Linked DNA regions of Zea mays: region 2 is linked to region 1. Evidence: chromatin contacts called from public Hi-C data. All regions are on one chromosome and are shown on one strand. The core of a region is the stretch at or near the end of the contact, and the rest is flanking DNA. Distances in the headings are between cores, read along the strand shown. Region 1 holds the start of LOC103650495 (WPP domain-associated protein). Region 2 holds the start of LOC103650497 (Chaperone DnaJ-domain superfamily protein).

Region 1 (4,184 bases), core at 604-3,103:
CCCATTGCCATCTCTACCTAGATCTCATAGAACTAGACTCAACTAAAGGTATATTCTTATTTCACTTGTTCAACAATTTTTACTTCAATTTGCCATTCGTAACTCATTATTTCTTTATTCCAGATTTTATTCTCTATATGGCGTTTGTTTGTAAATGGATTGTAATCAAGATGACTATTAAATAAGGTATTTTTCAACATCTATTGTTTATTTTGTAGCTACAAGTTATTTTATACTGTGTTATAAATTTTATTTTTTCTTGCGTTAGCAACACCTAAATTTTCTAGCGTCCTCCGCCACTGGGGACGATGATTATGACAGTTATAGATCATCGTTTAACACCTAATTATGGTTTCTCGTACGGATCAGAAGAAGCTGAGAAGTATGTCATGTGTGGGGTAAAAGGGACGAGTATTATACTGCTACCGTACCATTACGGAAGATATTGATCCATTGTGCATTGTGCATGCTTAGTGCAACTATATATTGCATTAATCGAGGTGCTACTTTGTCAACCATTAAATTTATTGGAGTGATACAGAAACATGATCGTTACACAAGTACATCGTTCGAGATGCCATCACATTGACATTGCAGGTAAACAAGAGCTTACCACTCGTTAGTGAGAGTGAAGATGCAAACACATGGTTGAGATATGCTGCGATGTTCAGTGATAAGTGGTTGTCAAAAAGATGGTTGACTTTGTTTTGTGTTGACTAACACTCCCTCCCTCAGTTCCACGATAGATGATTCAATGATAAGTGGTTTTCAAAAAGATGCTTGACTTTGTTTTGTGTTTGATTAATACTCCCTCCGTCCCACAATACCTGTTACTTCTTTATCTTTTTTCCATATTCAAATACATGATAATAAATCTAGATACATATATAAAACATATTGCATGAATCCATTAACACCCTAAAACGAATACTATTTTAGAACGGAGAAAGTATTTATGTGAGCATGGTATGTGCAACATCTCTTAGTTTGTAGTGTAAAGATGGTCACCGACAAAGGTGAAAATCAAATAGGTTCGTGTCGATAAATATGAAATTTGATCTTCTCGTCGAAATTCTATTTTCTGTAGCATATGAAGGTCCTGTTTGGATCCTCCTAGCTAATGTTTGTCAATTAGCCCGTAAATAATTAGATGGCAAACATTTAGTCATGGGATATTTGGAGTCTTAGCTAATAGATGTCTAAGACATAGTAAATATTATGTGTTTTACACTGCATTGCAAACAATTATTCAAAAGAGAAAGTAAAGAAACTGACGAGGATCTCGAGGATAGAGAGATCGTCTTTTCTCTTTTTATGATCTACCGGTAACTATTAGCAAAGTCAAACGGGTACTAGGCAAACAATTAGCTTTTTGGCTAACAATTAACTAATTTATTAGTCAACCTGTTTTAAAACCAAAGTGCTAAAATTAGGTCATGTATGAAAGCAATCTAGTTTTTAAGGAATCAATTTTTATTTTTTAAGCTAGGAGAAGCTAGCTTCTTGGTTTTTAAGAAACCGTAAATTCAATTTTTATAAATTAAGATATAAATCAGTTTCTATAAATCAGTTATTAAAAACTGGTCGGAAAAATGTTTGTCACATCAAACAGACCCGATCACCCGAAGTATACGAAACAATCCACGTCAAGATTTTATGTGAGTTTTCTGTTCTTTGGAGAAATTTTTTTGAATTTTTTCTGTCCGAGCATATCCCTGCAGCAGTGGCGCGGGCCGCGGGCGCCTGTGACCGCGTGAGGTCCAACCAAGCAGGCGCCGTCCCGGGACGACGCTTCACCGTCAGCGTCGCCGTCTTCCTACCTGTCTCTTGCCCCAGTCCGTCCCGTCATCCCGTGTGAACCACTGAACCCACGCCAAAGCAGAGCAACCACCTCTCTCTCTCTCTCCCACCAGGGAGGCAGGGACCGGTCTCCACAGTCCACACACACACAGAGGAACCAAGTCACGAAGACGAAGAGACAAGGGAGCGGTTGCCCGGCGCTGGTTTCCCTTTCCCCGATTCCCAGTTAAGCGCAGCGATTTGGCGTCTGATGATTGCGCAATCGAGCAGCGGCGCGGGGAGGCAACAGGACGCACCGAAAAGGGGGCGCCTTTACAGGACACGGGCCTCGCCTTTCCCTTGAATCTCGCCGCGCCGCGCCTCCTTTCGTTTTCCCGCCCGTCGCGACCTTTGCAACTGCAACCACAGCGAGCGAGCCACGGAGGGGGCAGAGCGGAGCCAGAGGTCTCTGACGCGGCGCAGGATCGCGGCGGCGGAGGGGAGCAAGCAGAGGAGGCCAAGAGGTCCGAGGGCCTCGCCGAAGCGCGTGCGGCGTAGTCCGCCTCTGTCCGTCCGGGTCCGGCAACGGCGGCGAGATGGAGGCGGCCGCCGACCTGGTGAGTTCTGCACTTCTGCTCGCCAACCCTCCTCCCGTTTCAGCGCCACGGTGCAGCGCAGCCGCCAGCGACCGATTCGTTTTCTTTGTCTTGTTAGATTGTTTTTTGGTTTGCTTCTGGATTTGGTGTGATATGAGCAGAGGAATATGCATGTGCAGATGGCACAGTTCATTCATATTCCTCTTGCGTTGGTTGGCACTTGGCAGGCTGGCTGTGGTCCACAATCCGCTGTCTTTTTTTTCAGTACAATTAGATCGTCGCTTCGCCTTGAGGGGTGAACAATTACTGGAACCGCCGGTGGTCAGTGCTAGATTAGGTTAGTGGTGAAGTCGCAGTTGCTTAAAGAGGGAGATGTTGTGTGAGCATCAATCTTGCTTCTTGCCGCGGCAAATTACTGTAGGTCGTGGGGTTGGGGTAAATATTTGGTCAACGTCGCATGCTACTGTGCCAGTGTCCGCTCCTTCATACAAAAAACCTTACCTTTTGCTACATCGCTATAGTTTTACACGGGTTGGACAACATTTTCTGCAACCTTCTTTTTTCAAGTATGTATTAGGTATGCTAACAGGAGTAACAGCTAACTGCTCATCATTCTCATAGTAGGGTACGAGAACGATGATGAGCCTCAGCCCTCAGACCACATCCTCTTCTTTTTTTTTAATGGAGAAACCATGTTCCAGCCTTTTGCATCAAGGATACATATGACTTCATAGTACAATCAACATAAACAATCCAACTATAGTAAAAACATCACATACTCAACCCAACTAAAATAAAAATATCATAACACAGTTTCTAGCATTACATCTCCAACCATGTGTTGCAAAGATATCCATTGCCACTATTTTCATTGCACGGCAAACATCTTTGATATCTTGGTGTAAATCCTATTTTTGCAATAACCTCCAAAATCTGAGCCAGTAAGACCCCTTAAAAATCACCTGCATGATTGAAGGTATCTGTTTTTTATTAAAAACTATATCATTACGGTATAGGTAGATTGACCAAAACATGGCTGCTACCCCCTATTAACAATTGTTTTTGTAAGCAATCCTTTTACTACTTTGCCACATCCTTATAATATGATTAATATTAATGGGTCTTTCTATATTTAGAGCAATAAAAATAATTCTCCAAACCGCTCTAGCTAAATAACAATTGAAAAAGAGGTGTTGGATTGTTTCATTTTGGTTACATAAACTACACTCTAGGCTTCCTTTCCACATTCTTTTTTTCAAATTGTCCTTAGTAAGAGTCGATCCTCTTCCTAGATATCAGAGGAAGATTTTGATCTTAAGAGGAAGTTTTAGTTTCCACAGCCAGCGAGGCTAATTTGAATTTGGGGTTAGAATATTATACATAAACCGAACCGAGAATGTTCGGATGCATTTGCCTTCCACATAAAGAAATCTCTTTCCGTCCCTACATTAATGTTACCAACTATATATTAACAAGTGTTGCCATTCTATCAATTTGACCCCAACTACTGGTCTACGGAACGTTAAGTTTTGTGTTAATTGTGGTAGAACATCTGCGACTAAGGAGAAAATTTGATATTTGCCATCATCACGAAACACGTTTGTAAAATTACTATCAAGCCCATATTTCATAGACACAACCCACAATTTATAGACACAAAGATAATTATAACAAGCAGACAACGTTTCAGGCAAAATTCCAGCTATTTCACGACTAAGACATTCTTTTGGCGCATTGTTTTGTATAAGTTAGGAAATTGCTCATTGAGTGGTGAAATCCAAATATCTTCCCAGAACCTAGTTTCTTGGT
Region 2 (4,185 bases), core at 650-3,149, 240 kb before region 1:
TCGTGCATCAGACCAGGGTTATCTTCGGTTTCCTTTGCTACTTTCTTTTGAACCCTAACTTTAATCTTTTTATTGGTTTGTGTTGAACCTTTAGCACCTGTAGAATATATAATCTACAGTAAACTAGTTAGTCCAATTATTTATGTTGGACATTCAACCACTAAAATCATTTAGGAAAAGGTATAAGACATATTTCCCTTTCAGCTACCATACCATAAAATCAACCAATGACTCCTTTCATCCCTAGAAGCTCGTCGGTTTGGTGTGCCTCTTGCTCATCATTAAAGCTAGGCCGATGCTAAGTGCCTGTTTTGGCACAACTTAAAAAGCCAGAGCCCTATCAAACAAACTGCTAAACAAAAACGTTTTCTTCCAAAAAGCACTCCGAGCTAAAAAAGCATAAATCCTGGCTTCATTGGCTCGAGGTGTTCTATAAAATTAATGATAAGTCATTTTTTCCTAATGATTTATGAAATAGCTTTTCCACAAAAAACTATTTTTCAACAAAAATTGAGCTATAACTATTTTTAGACAAGCAAACACACCATAAATAGGCCCATAGTTTTTGTTTGAAAAAGACTCAGTTCAATATTGCTACCTAAAAAGTAGCTCAGCAGTTTCCTGTGGCATCAACATTTCTTACTTCTTTTCTCTGAGACATGATTATTGGCGATTTTAAAATACGCTCGCTCGGTGACAGCTGACTGTATACGACGCTTCACAACTTCCTATGCATATTTCCTAAGCTAACCCTGCGAACCTTACACATTTCAATTTAATGTCACCTAGGGTGGATCTTAAATAAGGCTATCCATAGTGTAGGTTACTTTAGAGCTGCTCCAATAATTATATATAATTGTACTAACTAAATCTTAAATTTAGCAAGTCCTTAAATAAAATAAGAAGTAAAAAAAACTCATCTCATCTAATAGTTCTCTATATATTACTTTCTAAATATGTTAAAACTTGTCATGTCACCGGTTTTGAGTGAGACCAATCATTTCTCCCTTTTTGTTTTCATCTTCCTTTGGTAACTCAATCTCAAAATTGTGACCTCGTCACGTCAACTGATTCAACACGATGTGTTTGCATTTTGATTTCTTGCCACAATTATTTGTTTGTTTATTCTCGACCTATGCATGTGCAATTGTGGCATTATCTAACATTTAATCTCTAGCTTTACTAGCTGTTGCAATTGTGCATCTCCTGCTGTCGACACATGGGCTCTGTAGAATGGAGAAAGACGTCGAAATAAAAAATGCGCCAATATTATGTTTTGGGAGTTGGTAAATAGTTGTCAAATGTACGGAGAAAACAAGGCTAGACGAGACATAACTAAATTTAGTAAGTTTATTTACAGAACTGTTGGGGAGGAGTTTTTGGATTAACTACCTAAATTATTGATTTAGGAAGTATTTTAGAAAAGTATTGGAGTTGCTCTAAACTTTAGCACTACCCTTTTAGTATGTATGTTTGGTTCTCTACGTGGTAAATTTTAGCAAAAAGTGTTGTGCTAAACTTTAGTGCGATGAAAACAAACATACCCTATAAGCAGCTAAACACTCCATTATTATGGTGATTAATAGCTCAAGTTTAAGCACAAGAGCATAAATGAACTTTGTTCTCGTACCACGTTTTCTCTTTATCTATTACTATTGGTGTACCCATGTTTTGAACCAGTATTAATTTCCATTCTCATCATCATCAATTAAACGGAGGAGTTATTGAAAATTTTCCCAAACTCATAAAATTGTTAAAATCTCAGTCACTACCTGTCACTCATCCTCCTCCTGCTGGTGTCACTGTTACTCATTCAATTGGCAGCTTCTCTGACCTTTCTTAGTTTAATCTCTTCTGCAGCAGAACAAAACACCTCCTTTTCCCTCTCTAACCAGTAACCAGTCGTCCCAAATCCATCAGCAGTTCACCACTGAGCAGTAGCACCCGTCTCCTCTCCTCTGCCCAGTGCCCATGCTTCCCCCGTTCCATTGAAAGTAGCAATCAACACTGTCTCCTCTCATCTCTCCACTCGCACTATTCCCAAGCTACAGCCCTAATCCTGTCTCTCCTCATCTTTTCTCCCTCTGCCCTCTTTCGCAAGATCTCTCCTTCGTATTCTCTTTTCGCTTTTAACTCCACGGCAGTCCCTCTTCTGTCACGAGCCAAGCCGAGCGCAGCCAGCAAAAGAGAGCGACGCCGCCTGCACCAAAGCTCGGATTCCCGTCTATTTTACCCCCGCCCCCGCCGACTCACCGTCGCAAGATCCATCCGCAGGTGTCGGCGGCCCGCGGCCCGTGCGAAAGATGGTGCCTTTCCTAGGCTCCCCAGTGTTCTGTCATCGTTTCTTGGCCCCTATCTAAAGCGGCGGTTTCCAGGGAGCTGCCGTCCCCGCCCAATTCAGCTGAGGTGGCGGCAAGTGGGTTTAGGGCTCGATTCAGTGTGTTGGGTCGTGTCTGACTCTGACCCGGTGGGGAGCGGTGGTTCTTGGCTAGTTCTTGAGCTGGTTGCGGCGCTTATCCCTCTTCCTGGAGTTGTTGGATTGGCTTGGGGGAAGCAGATTCTTGCCACCGAGGGTCCAGCCTAGCGAGCTGCTGCTTCGGTTATCGTAGAGGAGTTTTCCTTTTGTGTTCGGTTGGGGGGAGAGAGATGGTGCTCTTGCGTTCTCTGGATTGAGCATTCCGATTGGATTTCGGCGTTTCGTGCGGCTTCCAGTCCATGGAGGATTTGGGGCTGTGGAACCAGGCGTGGATGTGGGTGCTGTCCCAGAAGCACATCCTGGCGTGGGCGCACACGGCGGCGTGCGGCAGCAGGGAGCGCCTCGCCTTCTTGGTCGATCGCCACTGGCCGGCCGTGTCCCGGGGCTGCGCCACCTCCTCGCGCCTCACGCTCGCCGCACTGCGGCAATGGCGTGGGTGTATGGCGCGCGGGGTGCTGGCGGTGGCGAGCCTCGGCCCTGCCGCCGTCTTCGTCATCCTCTGGAGCTTCTTCGTGTGCATGACCTCGCCGGCGTGCGCCCTCTACGCGCTTCTTAGCCTGGTTCGTGCTCAGCAAATCCTACTTGCCTTGTTGCTTCTGGACTTTAGCTCAGATTTGATTTACCGGATAAGGATTTTGGGTGACGGATTCTAAATCTTGGCATGTGCTGCTTATCCAACTTTGCGTTGCATGTGAGGTTACATTTCTTTACGAAAGTGGTTAAAGTGTTGCCTGATGGATGGTGAAAAAAATAGGATAGGATGGCTCAAACTGTGCCACCACTGGTTGTCTTCATGTGTTGCTGCCAAATGTTTGTGTGAAGCTTTTAGTAGTAAGCTTCTTCTGTGATATCTCAAAGTAATATCTATGAACCGTTCACTGCGTTTTCAACTTCTTTTATACTACTAGCTAGTCCTATCTAGTTTGTTTTGCTACCAAAAACATGATTCTTGCAACTTAGTAGTAGTAACATATGTGAACTGCTCACTGCGTTTTAAGCTTCTGTTTGGTTTGGTACTTTGGTTTGCTACCAAAGTTATTAGGATGGTGATGAAACACAACAGTTGGATGAATATGACCTGACCTAGTCCTGTTATAATATGAACAACGCAGTCCTACTTTGGTATAATATGACTGTGTTGTTCATATTATACAAGATTTGATTACGGATATTTTCATTCTGACTGCGTTGTTCATTGTCATCAAATGTACTTGTATAGTATGTAGCTTTTACTTGCAAAAAGTATCTGCAGGTATGTTGTTTGCTAATTTTTTAATAGCTCAACATTTCAGGGTGCTGCTGCTGCAGTTGTTCACTATATGGGCTATACACCTGGCCTTCTCATTGTTGGGCTGTTTGGCATATTGATTATGTGGATGTATGGCTACTTCTGGATTACAGGAATGCTTCTAGTTGCTGGAGGTTTGTTTATTTAAACTTACAAATCTGCTCCTGAGAATGCTTATATTTCCTACAAGTCTCTAACCTGTTTCTTGTTCCCCTACTAGTCATATTTATTTGACTCTAAACCTGATTATAGGCTTCTATGTGTTAATGCAGGTTGTATGTGCTCTTTGAAACATGCTCGATATGTGACACCTGTTTTGACGTCATATGCTATTTATTGTGTGGCTGTTCGTGTTGGGTGGCTCGGAGTCTTCTTGACATTCAACCTTTCTTTCTTGACAAATGATCTTCTTAATAAGTTG

What was found. A called contact is a pair of places that touch in the nucleus more often than the background predicts.
Region 2: a Hi-C map of tassel shows a contact between it and region 1, with 3 times the contacts expected there. The contact joins the promoter of LOC103650497 here to the promoter of LOC103650495 in region 1. A contact is called at or near these places in 3 of 25 Hi-C or Micro-C datasets (ear, leaf and tassel) and 1 of 3 datasets of contacts at active chromatin or transcription factors (seedling).

What each region holds. Positions count from the first base shown.
Region 1 is chr3:124,324,721-124,328,904 of Zm-B73-REFERENCE-NAM-5.0, reverse strand. It overlaps LOC103650495 (WPP domain-associated protein), which reads left to right and starts at 1,853. Exons shown (of 5, transcript XM_008676081.2): 1 at 1,853-2,396. The coding sequence starts at 2,376.
Region 2 is chr3:124,568,888-124,573,072 of Zm-B73-REFERENCE-NAM-5.0, reverse strand. It overlaps LOC103650497 (Chaperone DnaJ-domain superfamily protein), which reads left to right and starts at 1,899. Exons shown (of 9, transcript XM_008676083.4): 1 at 1,899-3,036; 2 at 3,769-3,898; 3 at 4,037-4,185. The coding sequence starts at 2,716.